Regions from separate parts of the Sus scrofa genome. Here regions 1 and 3 are each linked to region 2. Evidence: chromatin contacts called from public HiChIP or PLAC-seq data. All regions are on one chromosome and are shown on one strand. Each heading gives the region's core, a stretch centred on a gene start, on an enhancer-like site or on the middle of the called end of the contact. The rest is flanking DNA. Distances are from core to core; before and after follow the strand shown.

What was found. HiChIP or PLAC-seq counts read pairs in DNA pulled down with a chosen protein or histone mark.
Region 1: an H3K27ac HiChIP or PLAC-seq map of alveolar macrophages shows a contact between it and region 2. The contact joins two enhancer-like sites. A contact is called at or near these places in 2 of 5 promoter capture datasets (fetal liver and liver), 24 of 47 Hi-C or Micro-C datasets (alveolar macrophages, blood, brain and 15 more) and 2 of 2 datasets of contacts at active chromatin or transcription factors (alveolar macrophages and skeletal muscle).
Region 3: a contact with region 2 is called in an H3K27ac HiChIP or PLAC-seq map of alveolar macrophages. The contact joins two enhancer-like sites. A contact is called at or near these places in 2 of 5 promoter capture datasets (fetal liver and liver), 10 of 47 Hi-C or Micro-C datasets (alveolar macrophages, brain, embryonic fibroblasts and 6 more) and 1 of 2 datasets of contacts at active chromatin or transcription factors (alveolar macrophages).

The regions. Positions count from the first base shown.
Region 1 is chr7:96,521,404-96,525,865 of Sscrofa11.1, forward strand. All of the region lies in intron 5 of PSEN1 (presenilin 1), which reads left to right. Among named protein-coding and RNA genes, the nearest start is that of PSEN1, 45 kb to the left of the region's middle. Within about 2 kb of position 2,933, at least 17 of the 83 cell types and tissues checked have an H3K27ac peak or open chromatin away from gene starts, as enhancers often do. A contact at or near this core is called in alveolar macrophages and retroperitoneal adipose tissue, where this site is marked.
Region 2 is chr7:96,804,936-96,809,704 of Sscrofa11.1, forward strand. No RefSeq gene overlaps it. Among named protein-coding and RNA genes, the nearest start is that of NUMB, 8.6 kb to the left of the region's middle. Within about 2 kb of position 1,801, at least 18 of the 83 cell types and tissues checked have an H3K27ac peak or open chromatin away from gene starts, as enhancers often do. A contact at or near this core is called in alveolar macrophages and retroperitoneal adipose tissue, where this site is marked.
Region 3 is chr7:96,501,190-96,505,756 of Sscrofa11.1, forward strand. All of the region lies in intron 3 of PSEN1 (presenilin 1), which reads left to right. Among named protein-coding and RNA genes, the nearest start is that of PSEN1, 25 kb to the left of the region's middle. Within about 2 kb of position 3,247, at least 5 of the 83 cell types and tissues checked have an H3K27ac peak or open chromatin away from gene starts, as enhancers often do. A contact at or near this core is called in alveolar macrophages, where this site is marked.

The DNA.
Region 1 (4,462 bases), core at 1,683-4,182, 280 kb before region 2:
TGACTGGCTGTATTCCTGCTTCTAAGTTGGTAGCTGTCCATTCTGTCATTATCTCTCCTACAGGAACAATAGTTCTTTGCTTGGGATAAAGGCAGTGTAGGTTTACAGGAAAGCGGCAGGCCCAGCCCTCCCAGCCTCTGCTTCCCAAGGTCACTCTCCAACTAAGTGACTCACTTCTGAATTTCAGCCACCTGGCACATGTTTCAGATTCTTGCCTCAGAAAGATGACAAATTATTTCAAGTCATGAACCTTTAGGCTCATTCTCAAATAAAAGAAATATTAACTTTTCATATGTTGAATTCTGTTCCCTTTTTGATTATTTCTTTCTGTATATTCTTTTTTTTTTTTTTTTTTTTTTTTTTGGGTCGTGTCCGCAGCATATTGAGGTTCCCAGGCTAGGGGTTCAATCGGAGCTGTAGCTGCCGGCCTACGCCAGAGCTGCAGCAACGTCAGATCCGACCGCGTCTGCGACCTATACCACAGCTCACGGCAACGCCGGATCCTTAACCCACTGAGCAAGGCCAGGGATCAAACCCGCAACCTCATGGTTTCTAGTTGGATTTTTCCACTGTGCCACGACAGGAACTCCCTCTCTATATTCTTTAACATGGTTAAAATAAATAATCAGTATGTGTCCTCTTTTATTTATTTATTTATTTTTATCTTTTTGCCAAAAGCAACATGGGATCTGAGCCGAGTCTGCAACCTACACCACAGCTCATGGCAATGCCAGATCTTTAACCCGCTGAGCAAGGCCAGGGATCGAACCTGCAACCTCATCGTTCCTAGTCGGATTCGTTAACCACTGAGCCACGACAGGAACTCCTGTGTCCTCTTTTTTTTCACTTTAGTATAAGAGTTTTTCCGACAGAACACTGTAAACCAGCTATAATGGGAAAAATAAAAATCATTTAAAATAAGTAAAAATAAATTTAAAAAAATAATTTTTCCATGTTATAAATTCTTAGAAAATATGTCTAATGGCTACATAATATTTGACTCAGTGAGTTTATTGCAACTTACTTCCCCTAATTTCCCTGAGGTTGAATATTAGGTTGTTTCCATTGTTTTACTGTTCTGAAAAACAATGAATGTTTTTATATGTAGAGCTTTTTCAGTTTTTTCAAATTATTTCCTTAGGGTAAAATCCTAGGAAAGAATTTATGGAGAAAATTATCTACATATTTTTAACTGTCTTCATATGTAGAATTTCATTTTCAAAATGATACTACCAGTTTGTACTTAACACTAGTAGGAGTGAGGCTGTCTTACCTCCATGCTCACCAATATTGAATTAAAAAAAAATGTGGGGAGTTCCCGTCGTGGCGCAGTGGTTAACGAATCCGACTGGGAACCATGAGGTTGCGGGTTCGGTCCCTGCCCTTGCTCAGTGTGTTGACGATCCGGCGTTGCCGTGAGCTGTGGTGTAGGTTGCAGACGCGGCTTGGATCCCGCGTTGCTGTGGCTCTGGCGTAGGCCGGTGGCTACAGCTCCGATTAGACCCCTAGCCTGGGAACCTCCATATGCCACGGGTGCGGCCCAAGAAATAGCAACAACAACAACAACAACAACAACAAAAAGACAAAAGACAAAAAAAAAAAAAGTATATATATATATATATATATATATATATATAAAAATGTGTAGCATATATATATGCTAACCCTTATAGGCAAGGCAAAAATATCTTAATTTGCATTTAGTTGATTACTAGTAAGATCAAATACTTTTTCAGTGTTCACAGACTCTAAAATTATCTTCTTTGTTGAGTGGGTGGAAGTGTTAACCTAAGTGAAGACCATTTGCAGTCTGACATCAGCTTTGGAGACTGAAGTTGAAAGGTGTGTGATGGTGGAGTTCCATCACGGCAGAGTGGAAATGAATCCAACTAGTATCCATAAGGATGCACATGAGGACGCAGGTTCCATCCTTGGCCTCACTCAGCGGGTTAAAGATCTGGTATTGCTGTGATATGTGGTATAGGTCGAAGACGAGTCTCAGATCCTGAGTTGTTGTGGCTGTGGCTGTGGCTGTGACTGGCAGCTACAGGTCCAATTCAACCCCGGCCTGAGATTTTCCATATCCCTAAAAACGAAAAAAAAAAAAAAAAAAAAGATAACATGTAGTCATCCACACTCAAAATACCAAAAGCAAATGATGTAAACCCAGGCTGGCAAGTATTCTCCTCCCCCTGTTTATGTATGTTCATGTCTCAATTACTTTTCCTTATCTTTTTTTCCCACTGTATATATTTTATCTCTATATAAGTGTTTCCCTGCCAGTTCCATTCTTTGACTCTCGTGTGACTTGTATCTGTGTATTATGTGCTATTTTTGTTCTTCACATGTTACTAGGAGTCAGCTGGAGTCTTGCATTCTTTTTTGGTGTTAGGAGCCTCTTTCTGCTTCTCTAGTGGAAACTTACAGGGGAGCTCTGATTGTCTTGCTAATGCTTGTTGGGTTGCGTTGAGCTCAGGTGAAGGAGGGTAGTACTGGAGGGAAAAAATGGTGAACTCATTGCTGGCTTCCTGGTACTTCTGATTCCCCAGCCTACTAGCAGTTGTGTGCATTCTATCCAGGTTTTATAGCTGCATTCAGTGGGAGAGACGGCGAGGAATATCCTTTTACTCCTTGTTAACTAGAACCCATCTTGATGTATTTTTTGATTAGTTTTATGCATCTTTTAGATAATACTTCATATTAGATGGTCTAAAATGTTCATATTTAGCCACATTTCCACATTCACCTGTTCATTTGTGTTATGTTTTGCTTTTCCACATTCACCTGTTCATTTGTGTTATGTTTTGCTTTTTAATGTTCAAGTCTTGGCAAGCACAGCCAATTCTATAGAAACAAGTTATTTACTTTAACTCCTAGTATAAAAATAAAAGGAGCTTTTGAGTCAGAAATTCAGAAACTTGCCAGGACCTGTTTGGAAATAAGCCCTGAGGATTTGTTGTGTCAGTGGTTGGTTATGCAATGTCTGTGAGAAGCACAGGAAGCTAAAAGACCAAACAAACCTTAAAAAGGAAGAAACGGAAAAAGCAGTTAATTATTATATATTGTTTGTTATAGATGAAACCATATAGCTTACTTTAAAGTCATATGATTTCTGGCCTAGATAGTTCAGTGTTTAGAAGAGGTCCTTGCTGTTCTTTGCTGAAGCAGGGCTCTTTTCTTTCAGGGCCTTTAGGATAGGAAAGCTTATTATTTTTGTGAGATGAGAAAGGCCTATTTTCCCACCTGATGTTCTAGAAAAAGAAGAGGTTATTTAGTCCTCACCAGAAGATGCTTTGAATTCAGGTAATAATTCAGAAAATCATAACATCAGTGATTAACCCTAAAGAAGAAAACTGTTTACAGCCATTATTACATGCAGAGGGCTAATATTTTTTTTCCTTCTCTTTTTTGGCCGCCCCATGGCATATGGAGTACCTGGGCTAGGGATCAGATCTGAGCTGTAGTTGCAACCTATACCAGTTGCAACCAGCGATCAAACCTGACTGTGCCTGGCCGGGGGTGAAACCTGCATTCTAGCACTCCAGAGACAGTGGGGACTCCAGAGGATTAATACATTTACAGTACGAAGAGCACTTACAAATCATTTAAAAAAATGATGAATTTTTGGAAGTTCCTTTTGTGGCACAGCAGAGACGAATCCAAGTAGGAACCGTGAGGTTGCAGGTTCAATCCCTGGCCTTGTTCAGTGGATTAAGGATCCAATGTTGCCATGAGCTGTGGTGTAGGTCGCAGATGAGGCTCTGATCTGGCATGGCTGTGGCTGTGGCTAGCAGCTATAGCTCCAGTTGGATCCTTAGCCTGGGAACCTCCATATGCTGTGGGTGTGGGCCTAAAAAGCAAAAAAAAAAAAAAAAAAAAAAGTTAAAAACAAAAATAAAAAATTGTGAACTTTCTAATAAGAAATCTTAAAAAACCCAAGCAGAGAAATTATGAAGGAAATATAGATGGCCAGGAGAGGGAGAGATGTGTGTGTGTCTTTCTTTTTTTTATAGCTTTTATTTATTTATTTATTTATTTTTGTCTTTTTGCCATTTCTTGGGCCACTCCCGCGGCATATGGAGGTTCCCAGGCTAGGGGTCGGATCAGAGCTGTAGCCGCCGGCCTACGCCATAGCCACAGCAGTGTGGGATCCAAGCCACGTCTGCAACCTACACTACAGCTCACGGCAATGCTGGATCCTTAACCCACTGAGAAAGGCCAGGGATCGAACCCGCAACCTCATGGTTCCTAGTCAGATTCGTTAACCACTGAGCCACGACGGGAACTCCTATTTCTTCACTAGTAAAATATGTATATATGTAAAGTAACAAACATATTTAACTTACTGATTTGGTGAAGATTAATCAGGCCTTTTTTTGTGAAGTTACTAAGCCTATATATATCAATAGCAATATCAATAGTCAGTAGTTAGAAAACATCTGTACACTTTGATTCTATAATT
Region 2 (4,769 bases), core at 551-3,050:
CTATTGGTTCAAGGCTTCCCTCAGTGCCTTGCCTTGTGGATCTCTCCACAGAGCATCTCAAAACCATGGCAGCTTACTTCACCGGAGTAAGAAATAAGAGGGCAAAAGAGAGGTCCAGTAAGAGTGAGACTGCTAAAAAGACAGAAGTCATTGTCTTTTGTAATCACAAAAGTGACATCACATCACTCTTGCCACATTCTGTTCTTTAAAAGCAAGTCATTAGGTTCAGCCCACACTCAAGGAAAGGATGTAAATACCAGGAGGGGGATCATTGGAGCCAGCCAGTTTAGAAGCAGCCTACCTTAGGATAATAATAATGATATTAATATCTAGTGGCATTTTGTTTAAAGAATAAATGAGAGAATATATTCAGCTCAAGACCTGGCACATATTATGTACCTAATGTATACAATAACTATTATTAAGTTATTATTATTGAGTTATATAATGACTGGTTTTCTCTCCCTCCTAGCTACCAGGAAGAAACTTTTATGAGCAATAAATGAGATAATCCGCATAATTCAGGAAGGACTTGATACATAACAAGTGCTCAGTAACCATTAATTATTATTATTAACATTATATGAATGTGTGATATCTGGTTGCCTCTCCAAGTGCTGGAAGGATATGCTATGATTACGGTAACTTTCCCAGAATGGTCTCATTTTCAAATATTTTCTCGTTTATCTATGTGTACCCTATATTTGCCAGACCATAATTCCAGATTTGGATTTGTTCAAAAAGTATGAACAACAAAGCCACAGTCCAGTCTAATTTCCTGCCTGCCCAATATTAAGAAAGGTATGCTCAAAATCAGCAGGAAGAAGCTGGTCACTGTGCAGTCTGTCAGTTCTTAACTGAGGATGAGAGAAAGGGGGAATCCTGCACAGGCTCTATGGAGGGAGGAAGGGCAGTCAGGAGGGGATTTTTTACACTTGGACTGGGAGCAGTTAGAATCAAGAGGCTGAGGAGAGAGCAATTTTGCAATTAGAAAGTTGGAAGAAAATGGAGTTCCTGCTGTGGCGCAGTGGATTAATGATCCGGCTCGTCTCTGTGGCGCTGGTTTGAGCCCTGACCCGGTGCAGCAGGTTAAGGATCTGGTGTTGCCACAGCTGTGGCATAGGCTGCAGATGCAGCTTGGATTCGATCCCTGACCTGGGAACTTCCATATGTTATGGGTGCAGCCAGAAAGGGGTGGGGGTGGGGGGAAGTTGGAAGAGAAGGGTCCAGTTTGCAACATGAGAGAAAGATTACTATGAGGTGAGAGTGACCCAGCAGGACTGGGTTGAATGGCTTCCTTAAAAGGGAGGAGGATATTAATGACTGGCCTGTTGCCAGAGAAAATGAGGAACTACAATCAAGGAAACCCCATTACTTTGGCTTTGAGTCATTTCTAAGGGCTCACTCGTGATTGTTATATAAGGAAAATGGAGTGGAGGGACGCCTAAAGTATAAATAATTTCTAAGCCAAAAAATACTAAGAAAGACAAAGGTCCAAGTCCATAGCTCACCTCATCTTCTCAGGCCAAGGTTATCTCCTCAAATATTCTCTCTCACTCTCTCTCTCCTTCTCCCCCTGTCCCCTCTCCTCGTATTTGTACATGTTCTTCTCTTTCGTCTGAGTTCCGTGGAGAAGAAAAAACTATCTTTGCGAGGAAATGCCTTAGGGTCCTTTAGACGGAAATAGTTTACTTATCTGGAGTCACCGTCCCAAGGAGTTTCTGCTGTGGCTCTAGACCATTAGTGCTCAATAAACACTCACAGAGGATGACAGGTACAGCTCTGCTTCCAAATCTAGTCACCTGTGCAGCTGTGAGTCACACAGCCTCCCCCCACCCCGCCCGATTTTCTGAGATGAGCTGCACCAACCCAGACCCCCTTCTCCTCTGGGCATGTTCCCAGGCATTACCAGATTTGTACACAGAAAGGCTCAAAGCAGAAGTTGCTGGGAAAGCTCTGTGAGGTTAAAGGAAAGGTGTAGCAATATCAAGTTCCTCTTCCTGTCGCTCTTTTCTTCTAACTCGGTGTTTCTTCTGTTTGAGAAAGAGGAGACTCAAAAGAAAATCTCAATACTTCTCAGTAGCCAGAGAGGACCTGTGTCTGCTTTTTTGCAGGATGGCCAATTTTAGAAGGGAAAGGAGGGCTGAGGAGATGAGCACTTGCCCCCAGGAAGTCTGCCTACACAATAGGGATGGTGTGTTTATTTATTCAGCCCTTTCCTCCAGGCAGCCGGCGTGGTAGCCATTTCATTTTGCCCTCAGGAAGTGTATTTAGTGGTAGGCTTTCTTTCTTTTCCTGTTAGTTTCCTGCAAAAGGACAGCAGAGCCTTCTCAGAGCAGCAGCTGATAAGAAGGCTGTTGTTGCTCAAGTGAAGGCAGACCCAGATCATGCCAAGGACACAGAGGATAGAGCCTGGGTGCGAAACAGAAGAAGCTGACTTTCACACCTATTCCCCTCATGCCATCTTCCTCCCTGAAATACTCTCTCTAGTGGGATACAGTAATTACATCTTCCACTTGGGTAGAATTTCACACTTCCCCAAGGTATCATCACACTGTACAGAAGCAGAGTCAGAGGCACTATATTTGATGTAGCCTGGGAGTTACTTTAGAGGGTTAATATGAAGAGGCAGCTTTGGGTTTAACCTTATGTTCTAGGGAAATTATACAAATAGCATAAGTTTACCTGATGTTGGATTCCATTAACTAAGCTCCTACTCATCCTACAGATCTCACCTTCAAAGTTACTACTACAGGGGTCGCCTGCTGACGTCCCCTCTCCCAGCCACCCCTGGGTTAGGCGCCCCTCTTCTACACACTGCGCTTCCATCTTGGGTACACACATCCCACACGGTAAACTTGTACTGTGCCCATCCCTCCTGCAGCATTGCGATACCGGGAACCTCAGGCATTCTGCTCAAAGCTCCTAGCATTGGAGCCTGACCCTAACTAGTTCACTCAATGTTTAGTGAATGAATGAGTCAGGGGTTGTCTCTAGGAGCAGCCTTCCCACCCCACCCCATCATTTATTCTGGGTGGTGCTATGGGAGTTATAAAAAAAAGATGTGCTAATTATCATATAATGATCACTAGTGGTTTCAGTAATTAGTAGGCAAAAGCACAGTGGTGGCATGTGACTGAATAAAGCCCTCCGCCGGTGTGTACAGGGCCTTCCCTGTGTTATGAATTTGGAATCTCACTGCCTGTCTACGTTTGGACTCCCATGGAAAGACAGGGCCATTCCTTCGGTTGCCAACACCGGGGAGAGGGAGAACTCAATTTCCCCTGACTCAGTGAAAATTAAATTCAAAGGTACTGGCATTCCTGTTGTGACTCAGCAGGTTAAGAACCCGACATAGTGTCTGTGATGATGTGGGTTTGATTCCCGGCCTTGCTCAGTGGTTAAGGATTCAGCATTTCAGCAAGGCTGCTTTGAGTTCACGATGTGAACTCTGATCCCACAGATCCCAAGGTGCTGTGGCTGTGGTGTAGGCCAGCAGCTGCAGCTCCGATTCGACCTCTAGCCCAGGAACTTCCATGTGGAGCAGGTGCGGCCCTAAAAAGAAAAAAAAATTAACCGCCGGCCCAGTGGTGGCCCTCGCTACTTCCCGCTCAGGCTCCGAGATGGATTTCCCCATCAAGGATCTACACTGAGTCATCTCTACTCCAAACAAAAAAGAAAAAAGTTAACTCCCTCAGGAGGAGCAATGAAAGCAAAGACCCATCCTGCAAATCATCCCTTTGGGGCCAAGATTCATGGCCTCGGCTCCCCTCCTTGGGAACAAGAGGTCAAACTGAGAGAAAAGACAAGACTTTTCCTTCCCATTTCCTCCTACCTTAAAAGCTCTTGGCCTGTGGTTTACTCCTCTTCTGCAGAGGGGAAGTGAGGATGGAGATAGAGAAGGAGGAAGAATAAGCCACAGGACACAGCACTTTGATTGCCCTGAGATTGTGGGGGAGCTGTAAATTGGGATGAAGGATGACAAGACATGACGAACCCTGGAGATTCTTCAGCAATCTCACATCCCAGACAGACAAGGCACAGCTCAGTTGCCAGGACACAGGGAACCAGTAATGTAGTCAGTGGAAGGTGATGACAGCAAAGCAGCAGGCAGATCTGATGCACAGGCCCCTGGGAAGAACTATGCCCCACGGGAGCAGCACAAACTGCTGCAGACTGGGTAGTGAAGAGAGGGGCTGGGCATTGAGTGCGAGACCTTGAATCACGAGGCCCACACTCTATTTCCAGCTCAGCCATCAGTTGACAGAAGGACCTCAAGCCGAAGATGATTGTCAGCGATGTGGCTTAATCAGCGACCCTTGGGATGGGCAGATATTTGTAAAATGCTTTGAAATCTCTAGATGAAAAAAAAAAAAAATGCTGGGGAAAGCTGGTATTATTTGGAGTGTTGATTCATTAAGGAACCAGAGCATCTTTGATTTCCTGTATTGGAATCAGAGGCCACAGTGTTTTCATCCTGGGTGCACCAGTCCCTAAAGATCTGTTTTCTAATAACCTCAGTTGAGAACAAGGTCATTGTTGAGGTCTGTAAGGAATAAAACCAAAAATCTCATCCCTGGAGTATGAGAAATTTTCCAACCAGGCGCTATTAAGTTTTCTGTGCAAGCAGATCCTGGCCAGACCCAACTTGCCTGGAGGGGATGTGTGGGTGGTGATATGATTACACTTCTCCCTCTCTGTCCTCCAAAGCCCTCTCTCCCCTCTCTTTCTCTTTTTCACATGTGCATAAATCTACTTAAAACTTCAAC
Region 3 (4,567 bases), core at 1,997-4,496, 300 kb before region 2:
AAGATTAAGGATCCAGCATTGTTACTGCAGCGGTCTGGGTCACTTCTGTTGTAAGGGTTTGATTCCTGGCTGGGGAACTTCCACATGCCCAAGGAGCTGCCAAAAAAATAAAAACATTAAATTCGGAGAACTTTTATTAAGTTATTACCAAATCATGCACTAGCAGAACTAACTTCATTTTCTAGATGATGGTGGGTCACTTTTTTAAAGTGTGAGAATTCCTATAAAATTAAACAATACAAACATGTAAGGTATTGAAAGTGGTGATTAAGTACTTGGGATGTTGCCAGGAAAGAAAATACACGACAGGAGTGATCTAAATCTACCTTGAATCAGGTCCACAGGCTCAATCAGCCTTTCAGTAATAGTTTTATTTTACTTTTTATAGTAATAATTTGTTTTCCTATTATGTCAAAATGAAATAAAGAGAAAAAGAACTTGAAAATCTTGGTGACCTCTGGAGAAACATGCTTATTTTTGCATGAGAGCAAAGTCAGAAATCTTTGGCACAGTTTTTTTTTTTTTTTTTTTTTGTCTTTTTGCTATTTCTTGGGCTGCTCCCGCGGCATATGGAGGTTCCCAGGCTAGGGGTCGAATCGGAGCTGTAGCTGCCGGCCTATGCCAGAGCCACAGCAGCATGGGATCCGAGCCGCGTCTGCAGCCTACACCACAGCTCACCGCAACGCCGGATCGTTAACCCACTGAGCAAGCGCAGGGACCGAACCCGCCACCTCATGGTTCCTAGTCGGATTCGTTAACCACTGCGCCACGACGGGAACTTCTGGCACAGTTCTTAATAGTTTGTTTAAAAAATTCAAGTCTAACACAACAGCACTATAAATGTTAAATATTATCTCTAACCAGTTATATCAGCTGTTCAGGGAAATGACAACCTTCCTTGATGATAGAGTAATGTTTAAAGCTCTAAACTCCAGGGACTCAAATAGCCTGGCAGGTGCTGGATAGAATTCCACATGCTGTTGGAAACATATTGCGTATGATTAATAAATATTTTCATATTTTCCACGTAACTTGCCAGTTCTTCAGTTAAGCTACTCTTCCAGTTTTCCCTATAGTGCAGGCTTAAGAGAGTCGCTTTTCTAATTGTGGAAATCCAAACAGTATCTGTAAAATCATAGGATTGATATTTTTCTTATAAATAAATATTCATCTTAAATAATATGCAGACTATAAATATATCAACATAATGGAATACAGTGTAATTTTTCAGCAAGTTGTCTTACTTCATGGGAATATATACATTAAATAATATTTGATGAAAAAATAGGATGCAAAATTTGTGAACATTCACCATAACTGTGTACCTGTGTGTGTGTGTATGTTGAAAAACACTGAAATTTGGGATGTTGTAAGAATAGGTTGTTTTCTTTATAAAATCACCTAAGTCCATATTCAGCAATACAAAATTATAAACTTAAATATAGCAAAAACTGCCATGAACAAAAACCAAACTGGGCAAAGGCTTATAATGCCTAATGACAGATATATCTTAATATGCAAAGAATTCTTATGAAGTCAAAAAGAATACATGGAGTTCCCATCATGGTGCAATGGAAACGAAGCCGACTAGGAACCGGGAGGTTGCGAGTTCAATCCTTGGCCTCACTCAGCGGGTTAAGGATCCGGCGTTGCTATGAGCTGTGGTGTAGGTCAAAGATGAGGCTCAGATCCGGCGTTGCTATGAGCTGTGGTGTAGGTCAAAGATGAGGCTCAGATCCTGTGTGGCTGTGGCTGTGGCATAGGCTGGCAGCCTTGTCCCTGATTTGACCCCTAACCTGGGAACCTCTGTATGCCACAGGTGTGGCCATAAAAAAGCAAAAAAAAAAAAAAAAAAATTATTGAAACATTATTTGTAACAGAGTTTGAGGTAACCTCAGTCTTACTTGATTCTTTACCGTCAGTAGTATAAGGTGATGGTGAATAGTAGGATCTTTTGACTAAACTGTGTGAATTAGAATTTGCTCTATAACTTCTTAGATCTGGGATCTTTGGCAAACAATATGATCTCTCTAAGCTTCAGTTTCTTCATCTGTTGAATGAAGTTTATTGTATTAATCAACTCAGAGTTTTATTAAGACTAAATGAGATAACTCACCTGAAGTGCTTAGCAGAGTGTCTCACATACATAGTCAACACATCTTAGCTTTTTAGGGCCACACTTGTGGCATATGGAAATTCCCAGGCTAGCGGTTGAGTTGGAGCTGTAGCTGCTGACTTACATACACCACAAGCACAGCAATGCCATATCCGAGCTGCATCTGCTACCTATATCACAGCTCACAGCAACACTGGATCTTTAACTCACTGAGCAAACCAGGACTTGAACCCACATCCTCATGGATACTAGTCAGGTTTGTTACCACTGAGCCACAATAGGAATTTCCGTCTTAGCAATTAATAGCATATTTGTCATTATTACTGTGCTGCAACTGTAATGTTTAAGTTGAAGTATATTGGGAGTTCCCATCATGGTGCAGCGGAAACAAATCTGACTGGGAACCATGAGGTTGCGGGTTCGATCCCTGGCCTCAGTGGGTTAAAGATCCGGCGTTGTCGTGAGCTGAGATGTAGGTCAGCTGAGATGTAGGTCGAAGACGTGGCTTGGATCCTGAGTTGCTGTGGCTGTGGTGTAGGCCAGCAACTGTAGCTCTGATTAGACTCCTAGCCTGGGAACCTCCATATGCTGTGGGTGCAGCCCTAAATAGCAAAAATAAAAATAAGTTGAGGTATATTTACAAGTATTGTAAAGGTATCTTACACACCTTAAGTGATAAAAGCAAATTGAGGATCATGGCTTTAAAAACGTCTAAGGACATGAGATTGCTCACCATATTCAGTGAGGAGCAGAGATGAGGGAGGACATTTACTTTTTAGGCTATAAACACAAGTTGACAACACTTTCACAAATTTCTAATAAATGTTTATAAACCTTTGTTTATAATATTTCTTTTCATTACAGAAATAAAACTATGCTTTATTAAAAGTGTAAAGGTAAGGCAGGCACTATGCTTTATTAAAAGTGCCTCCACAGCTTTTGCTGCTTGAGGAACTACTCTCCCTGCTTGAGGGTCCACATGCCTTCAGTGGCTGGACCTGTACTTGCATCATGTTCTAAAGTAAGGAGAAGAGAGAAAGAATTAAAACGAAGCCTCCCACCCACTGGTGTAGGAGCTCTGGGGAAATCTGGCTTCATAAAACTCACTTCCCACATACTCACCACTTCCCATGGGACCCCACCCTCCCTGAAACTTACAACACTTGTAGGATGAGTAATCCTTCCTCTGCCACTGAAATGCAATCATTTATAATGGCTACAACACTGGTTTTTCTGCACCTTAAAAATAGCCTTTAAGGGCCAAACTGTGCAGGGGTAAAAAGATCATTGGTTGCCAGGGTATAGGGGGAAGGGAGGGATAAATAGGCAGAGCATGGAGGGTTTTTAGGACAGTGAAATTATTCTGTGTTATTATGGTAAATGTATTTTTTTTTTTTTTTGTCTTTTGTCTTTGTTTTGTTGTTGCTGTTGCTATTTCTTGGGCCGCTCCCGCGGCATATGGAGGTTCCCAGGCTAGGGGTTGAATTGGACCTGTAGCCACCGGCCTACGCCAGAGCCACAGCAACGCGGGATCCGAGCCGCGTCTGCAACCTACACCACAGCTCACGGCAACGCCGGATCGTTAACCCACTGAGCGAGGGCAGGGACCGAACCCGCAACCTCATGGTTCCTTGTCGGATTCGTTAACCACTGCGCCACGACGGGAACTCCTGGTGAATGTATTTATTATAAAATTTCCAAACTCCATAGAGTGTATAATACAAGAGTGAACCCTAAGTTATGATAATGAAACATCAATGTAGATTCATTGATTTTAAAGGAGTTCCTGTTGTGGCACAGTGGAATCTGACCAGTACCCATGAGGATGCAGGTTTGATCCCTGGCCTTGCTTAGTTGAGTTAAGGATCCATTGTTGCCATGAGCTGTGGTATAGGTTGTTGACGAGGCTCAGATCTGGTATTGCTGTGGCTGTGGTGTAGGGTGGCAGCTACAGCTCTGATTTGACCTCTGGCCTGGGAACTTCCATATGCTGCAGGTGTGGCCCTAAAAAGACAAAAAAAAAAAAAAGTGCAACTCTGGTGTAGGATGTTGACAGTGGGAAGGCTGTACAGGGGAAGAGATATATGGGAACTCTGTACTTTCTGCTCAGTTTTGAAATGAACTTAAAATAGCTCTTAGAAATAAGGTTTAGGGGGTCCCTGGTGGCTCAGTGGGATAAAGACCTGACGTTGTCCACTGCTATGCCTTGGGTCACAGCTGTGGCATGGGTTTGAACCCTGGCCCTCAAACTTCCTCATGTCACCAGCACAGCCACTTAAAAAAAAGGGTGTATGTGTGTGTGTGTTTTCTAATTAAGAAAGAAATGAGCAGTTCCTGTTGTGACTCTGGGGTAAGGACCCAGTATTATTTCTATAATAATAGAGGACGCACATACAGTGCCTGGCCACACTCAGTGGGTTAAGGATCCGGTGTTGCCAAAAGCTGTGGTTT